Linked DNA regions of Arachis hypogaea: region 1 is linked to region 2. A link is a contact called in public Hi-C data. All regions are on one chromosome and are shown on one strand. Each heading gives the region's core, a stretch centred on a gene start, on an enhancer-like site or on the middle of the called end of the contact. The rest is flanking DNA. Distances are from core to core; before and after follow the strand shown. Region 1 has its middle 4.6 kb from the start of LOC112714785. Region 2 holds the start of LOC112717211 (protein FAR1-RELATED SEQUENCE 5-like).

Evidence for each region. Hi-C and Micro-C count contacts between places; a contact is called where the count stands out from the background.
Region 1: a Hi-C map of leaf shows a contact between it and region 2, with 3 times the contacts expected there. The contact joins the enhancer-like site here to the promoter of LOC112717211 in region 2. A contact is called at or near these places in 2 of 8 Hi-C or Micro-C datasets (both in leaf).

What each region holds. Positions count from the first base shown.
Region 1 is chr10:4,753,087-4,756,816 of arahy.Tifrunner.gnm2.J5K5, reverse strand. No RefSeq gene overlaps it. Among protein-coding and RNA genes, the nearest start is that of LOC112714785, 4.6 kb to the left of the region's middle. Within about 2 kb of position 1,891, at least 1 of the 3 cell types and tissues checked has open chromatin away from gene starts, as enhancers often do.
Region 2 is chr10:4,637,336-4,641,105 of arahy.Tifrunner.gnm2.J5K5, reverse strand. LOC112717211 (protein FAR1-RELATED SEQUENCE 5-like) reads right to left here and starts at 2,129. Exons shown (of 1, transcript XM_025769305.1): 1 at 1,149-2,129. The coding sequence starts at 2,129. The coding sequence ends at 1,149. It overlaps LOC140175545, which reads right to left and starts at 2,627. Exons shown (of 1, transcript XM_072204050.1): 1 at 2,205-2,627. The coding sequence starts at 2,627. The coding sequence ends at 2,205.

The DNA.
Region 1 (3,730 bases), core at 642-3,141, 120 kb before region 2:
AAGTATGAAAAATTAAACTGGTTCAGCATAGATTTAATGAACCTATGCTTGGAACAGTTTGGTCATTCATGCTGTCTAGAAAAAACATTTAAAAATACTTTTGGATTTATGAGAAATTAACATTTTTCCCTTTCAAAAAGACTTTCGAATTTTGAATATTAAATCTTTGGTTTTGAAAAGGTGCATAAGACAGTTATTAATCACTGTACTTTAAAAACGGTCTTATTTTCGTATTTTATTATAGCAATTTTGTGACCCTATAGTGAGAACCCTTTCAAGGACGATGTTCTCACTCCCCTACAGGTTTTTCCCTTTTCAGGATATGGACGACGAAACTTTAGAAGAGTTATATTCATTTTCTGTTTATTTGATATTATTTTGTATTATCTTAGGTATTATTGTTCCCTTTCCTTTATTTTTAGCCATTTTTGCAAAAGGGATAGAAGTTTTTATATGTGAAGTTTGTGTATATATATATATATATATATATATATATATATATATATATATATATATATTTGTAAATATTGTAATCTATATTGCAACGTATGGATGTATGTTTTGAATATTCGATTTCAGTTTTAAATAGGCTCATATTTTAGTACTAAATATTTTAAGAGTCGTTGTAATACCCGAGCTATCAGAGTGGCGCAGCCGGAAGTGTGACTTTTAATAGTTAGGGTGTTACACATTATGTCATCATTGTAGATGCACCAAATCAGTCCCTCACTTTGCATTAAGTGATTCATTTTAGTCCCTGAAATTGAATGTCTTGATCAAACTATTCACTTCACCAATTTTTTCTCATTTTTTTAAATTTAAAATTTTCAATATCTTGGATGCACTAATTTCATTTCTATTTTTTCATATATCGTTTAAATACAAGTGTTTTCATAAAAAGTTTTAAGATTTTAGTTTAAATTATATAATTTTTTTAATAATTTAATATTAGTAAATTTTGTAATATATAAGTATGTTATTATAAAAAAATAATTATATGATTGATTAGACACATTTTTTTCATCAAAAAACATGTGCTTTAACAAGAAATCAATAATTAAAATAAACATCGTTTTTGTTCTTATGAAATAGACGTTTTCGTTATGTGTAAATGAGTTAGATTGAAGGCACTTCAATCACCGTCACTACCATGCATCTCCGACCTCTGCAGTCTAGACAAAAGAGGTCGAAGACGGTAATGAGGGAAGCTTGAAATGCCTTCACGTCAACTCTAAAACGGCGGTTAGGAATATCCACAAGAGAAAAATATTTTATAAAAGCACTAAAAGAGGTCGAAGATGGTAGTGAAGGTGCTTGAAATGCCTTCACGGCTTCACGTCAACTCTAAGTCGACGGTTAGGGTATTCGCAAGAGAAAATTTTTTTTATAAAAGCACTTTTATTTGATTAGCATGTGAAAAAATAGAATTAAAATGAATGCATTCAAAAATATTGAGAATTTTAAATTTATAGAAAAAATGAGAAAAAAACTAGTGAAATGACTAGTTTGGTGCACGACATTCAATTTCAAGGACTAAACTGAGTCACTTAATGCAAAGTAAGGGACTAATTTAGTGCATCTACAATGATGACATAATGGATGACACGTGGCACAAACGGACACATGTCCAAATAACATTGTGACACGTGGCACAACCATCCACATTAGCATGCCACGTGTCATTGGTCACTACATCATCATATTATTATACGTGGCCAAATGACACTACATCATCATATTATTACACGTGGCCAAATCATGGAGTGATACGTGTTATTTTCAGTTCACGTCATCAAGTCATGTCATCACGTCGTTAATGAAAAATAGGCTATGGACTAATATGGTGCACTGTTATCAATTTTAGGAACGTAATTAGTACAATTAAAATCTCAAAGACGATTTTAATGCACAACGCCAATTTTAGAGGCCATTTTAGAGTTTAACTCTCGTTGTGGGCTATCTTAAACATTAGAAATAATTGAATAATTAAAGAGGTTCATTTTATTTTTTGCCTCTAAGTCCATTTTTTCTTGATACACTTGGTAAGCCTAGCATGCACAATATTCGACTCGTATGATAATCCAAACAAAAAATGGGAGACCAATCCATGTATGTGTATCTCATCCAATGAAGAAAATCTATCTTTAAGAAAAACAACCACGCTATCCTTCTCCCTCAAAAAAAAAAAAAAGTTAAATAATACACATAAAAAAATAATTTAGTATAAAATATATATTCAAAGTTTATAACATAATATATATAAATATATAATAACTGATTTAATAATTAATTTTTTATTTATTATTGTATTTTTGTTATAAAAATTGCAATCCAGTTAGTATTGGTACTACATATGCACCTAGAAACCTAGTATACTACGTAGTATCTCCTGTTTTATAAGTTTAATTTTTTATTATACTATTGACCAACAAATAAAATTTAAATATAAAATTTATGTATGTTATTTCTATTAGATATGTTTAATTTAAAAATAATTTATGGAGATGGAAGCTTATTACATTAAACTATCACATAATTTGAATATCAATAAGATATTATAACGATAAATTTAATTATATATAGATGTATCAACCAATATAAATAAATAAATAAATACATAGTTAGCTTTTGCGTAAATGAAGTTTAGTGACATTTTAAAAAGTATCAATTAATGTTATTACTAAATTATATTAAGTGTTAGTAAAACTATTCAGCATTTAAAATAAATCTCTTCAGCAATATAGTCTATATACAAAAGTTGTAAACCTATTATTAAAGAATTTTATTTAACAACATTTATCTAAACAATATTTCAAGTACCAACAATTTTAATTTACATTAGTTAGTACTTTTAGTCAGTAATTCAACATTTTTAGTAGTCTAGCACTTCAGCATCATATTTTTAATTAAATTTTTAAATATATCAAATTAAACTAATTACTTAATAAAAAATAATTTATATTACCTTTCGGTGATTAAAGGTTATATACAAGTCGATGGAAAAATTTAACTGGTATTTGAAATAGCTTCTTTCAAAAAAATATTTTATGATTTAAATCTTTAATTTTACAGGTAAAATCTTACCCAACTATATATCGAAAATTCAATCCACTCCTACTCTTTTTGGATATATTTTGATTCAATTATATCTCTAAAGTTAAAACCTAAGAATCTGATGAGATTACTATATTTAATATATATAAATACAAAGATCCATTAGTAATATGAATGTTCTGACTTTATCAAGTTAATATAAGATGTTAGGCTTGTGTTATGGCCAATTTTAAATTAGCTAGTTGGATCATATGAATGTATAATATTTGGATAAATGATGAAATTCGTAATGAAAGATTATTCGTTTTATAAATTAGTTTTTTTAAAAAAATTAATTAAATTTATTTTTTAAAGATTTTAAATTAATTATAATAGTTTTTTTTGTTATTTTTTATATTGATCGTATCAAAATTTATTAATGTAGCACATTGAGTGATATTATAACACACATAAAAGTTTTAATTGACATGATAAATTTATGAAATTAGATTAAATTAAAATCTAATTGAGGAGAGAATTTGAGGTATTAGAATCACTCAATTTAGAGTTGATTTAATTTAATTTTATAAATTTATCGTGTTAGTCGCCAAATAAAATTATTAGGTGTGTGTTGTAGTATTACTTAACATACCGTCATCCACGTCGTGCGCTACATTAAGTTTGGCCTGCACGGACA
Region 2 (3,770 bases), core at 880-3,379:
CACAATCCCTGCCATAAAGCGTGTTCTATGCAAATTTAAAATCAGAATACGAGTAACAATCGAAAGTGAGATTACCAAGCCACAAGTTGATTACCTCTATATTCCAGTCGACGGTGTTACCCACTCCGCCCATGTTCCTAGTTTGGCTTTACGTTGTGCCTATTACATGGTCCCATCCGTCATAAGCTCCGGCATCCTGCTCCTTGCGACAATCGTCTCCCTCTTCTAACCATTTGCCTTGATCAGCGTGTAGGTTAAAGTTCGACAGAACAACCTATATCACAACAAAATTGATATAATGTTGCTGACGCAATGAGGTCAAACTATTTAACTAGTGAATAATGATATTGCAAACAACTGTTTACCTCGAGTTTGCTTAGTGTCGTTTTCTTGGTGGGACACTGTTTATATTTTGTCGAGGTTGGGATTTTTTATGGCTCAGTGCACCTCCTCTTTGTGTGCTCGATTTTCCTGCATCTCGTGCACTTCCTTTTTCTACCTTTGTGTCCCCGTGTGCTAGGTGCCCCTTTTGTGCACACAACGGTTGGATCTCGAACATCACAGGCAGCATTCGAATTCTTATCCATCGTGTCATTGTCGCTGCGTGCTTGTAGATCACAACATATATACTTGATTCTGCTCATGCATTTCTTGTGCAGATCGTTATTTTTAGATCCGACGAACAACATCCACTGTGAAGCAGCATGCAGGGCTCCATGTCTCAACAAGAAACCCCGCTCATGAGCTAGTGTCGTCTTCTCAGCATATTCATTGACTGTCTTCACATCCTTCCTCCATCGTCTCAAAATCAACTGCTCAGGAATTCTTTTTACATGCTTGTGCTTCATGACAAAAAACATATGCCTGCAAGGAAAATCTTCTTTCTCCCAAAATCCACATCGAGAGACCAACCTCCCTCTTTTTGGATCGTACAATGCCACCACATTCTGACCGGAGAATCCATACTCCTTAACCGTGTACACCATGGTTGTTGAGACCCGTCGTTTGCTTACGAAGTTAACGACCGATATAGAATCAATCTCTTTCTTGACTTGTGTGAATATGACCTTCTTGTACACCGATGCAGCAAACTGTTCCATCGGATCAAGACAGGTCGTCATAACAGGAACACCATACATTGAACTGAACTATGTAACCAGCTCATTGTTCTGGTACTCCCGTACTAGTAGCTCTAGATTCTGCACAAGCTCTAAAATAGTGTGCCTAGACGACAGAAATTTTTTAAAATGGGAATTGATACTCTCACACCGAGACGTCGTGCGAAACCCAGCACAAAACTTGCGACGCAAGTACGCATTTACCCATATCTTCCTCTTTTCATACAGTTGTAACGCCCAATACTTATTGAGTAACCCATACTGTTCAGCAACCTGTGCCCGTTCACCCTCAAACTCTTCAACCTCCATGTCGGCATACAACCACTTGGCAAAGACATCACGGAACATCTGCTCATTGGTGTTCGAGGTCACATTCTTCTGCAGATGCCATGCACACAACCTATGGGTTGCCCGAGCCAACACTTCTCTAACTGCAGCAATCATTGATTCATCCCCGTCGATCACGACAACAGAGGGCATCTTCCCACACATGAGTTCTAACAAGTTCTCCAACATCCACTTGTATGAACCGATTGTCTCATCTAAAACCAAACCAAAACTAAAAATTGTTGTTTGCTTGTGGTTGTTTGAACCTGAGAATATGACAAGGGGTCTGTTGTACTTGTTCTTCTTATACGTCGAATCGAATGCAACGACGTCTCCAAAGTGTTGAAAATCAACCCTACTAGGACTATCTGTCCAAAACATGTTTGTCAACATACCTTCTTTAGTCAAATTGTACCGGGCCATAGACATGGGATCAGCAGCTGCCTTGCCTTCTAGGTAGACTATAGCAGCGTTCATGTATCCATTAACCACCTTTGCACGCTTCGACCGATCAATATAATTGTATGCGTCTTTTTTGGTAAAACCCAAACAAGAATAACCACCCACAATCCCAGCCATGTACCCCAGTATCTTAGACGTTGGCAACCCATACGCATGCATTCCATCCATATGGGCCTTTGCGGAACCCGATATCACCCGAAAACTTCGGATCATGTGAACCATTCCCCTCGATATCAATTCGTGGTTATGCTTGAGGATTACTTTCCGAACCTTCCAAATCGAGATACCCTTATCAAGTTATACAAACATCAAGGCTTGGCAATTCGTGCGTGTCTTAGGCCTATGGCATCTCTTCCTGTCTAGTCTATTGTAGTGTTTCCCATCCCTTAGGCCAGCCCTATTACAGAAGAACCTCCTTCTCACTACAGTCCCATCTTCATCCTTTGCATAGTCTCCCTTACGGGACCCAAATCCATTGCATTTTCCTACCCTACAATAAAACTCATATGCACGCTCTTCACTTCGAAACACCTTTTTCATTATATCATCTGCACTCAACCCAGTCACATCTCCATATTCACGACCATCTTCATCCGACAACAACTCAACCTTTCTTAAGTCATCCTCGTCAACAACGTCGTTGTTTGAAAGGCCTAACTCATTTTCACTTTCATCTGGAAACAAACTGTTTGCCTTGCCCATCCTACCATAGCACTCCATCTATTAAGTTGTAGAAGTTGGTTTTCAAAATAATAACTAATTCTGCTATAAAATTACACGCCTTTACCTCTACCAAGTTCCATGCCATCAACCATATATAAACCAAATCAAATGCTACTAAGGGCTAGATCTCATTATATGACATCACAATTACCAAAAAATGCATCCAATCTATCTCAAACCCAGACATAATAAACTTTTGACCACACAGACAAGTTATGCATGAAAACAAGAACAATTTAAATAAAAGAGGAACTTCATTCAACAACTCAGCAACCCAATAATAGCCTATCTCAATCTCAATTATCACGACGACAACAAAGTACCAAATTACCAAAGTAATAATTTGAGAACAATAGGTACACACAACAACACCCTAACAAATAAACAACCACAAGACCTGAATAGAAAATCTAGCAATTAGCAAACTACAACAACCGTAAAAATTTAATAACTTAAAACAGCAGCAGCCAACCAACTTAAGAAACTATCAACTTAACAAATTCAAGACCAGGAAATCAATAACCAAATCATCATTCATTAAAAAATTTCAAACATAACATTCAAATAATCATTAATCAAAGAATTATTTAATAGGTATAATAGAAAGTAAGTGTATAATTTTTCCTATAAACATAGAAACTGAGAATGTATAGTCAAAGATAGCATTCAAAGATCAACCGAAAACAACAAAACAAGAACATAATACAGCTACATTCAAATTTCAATATGAGTATGGTTAGCAGAATCTGAATAGTACTAGCAGATTCTAGGCCATCAACCATATATAAACCAAATCAAAGGCTGTTCTGGGCCACATCTCATCAAAAGACATCACAATTACCAAAATACATCAAAGCTATCTCAAACCTAAACCTAATGAAACTGTAGACCACAAGGACAAGTTATGCATGGAAACAAGAACAATTTAACAAGAATAAGATCTTCATAGAAAAACTCAGCAACCCAGTAATAGCCAACCACAATCTCAAATATCACCATAACAAGAATTTACCAAATCAGCAAATTAGTAATTTGAGAAGAAAATGGCAACTCAATGATTTCAAACACAACAATAGGTACACACAACAACAATTTAACAAATAAACAACCACAACACCTGAATAGATAATCCGGCAATTG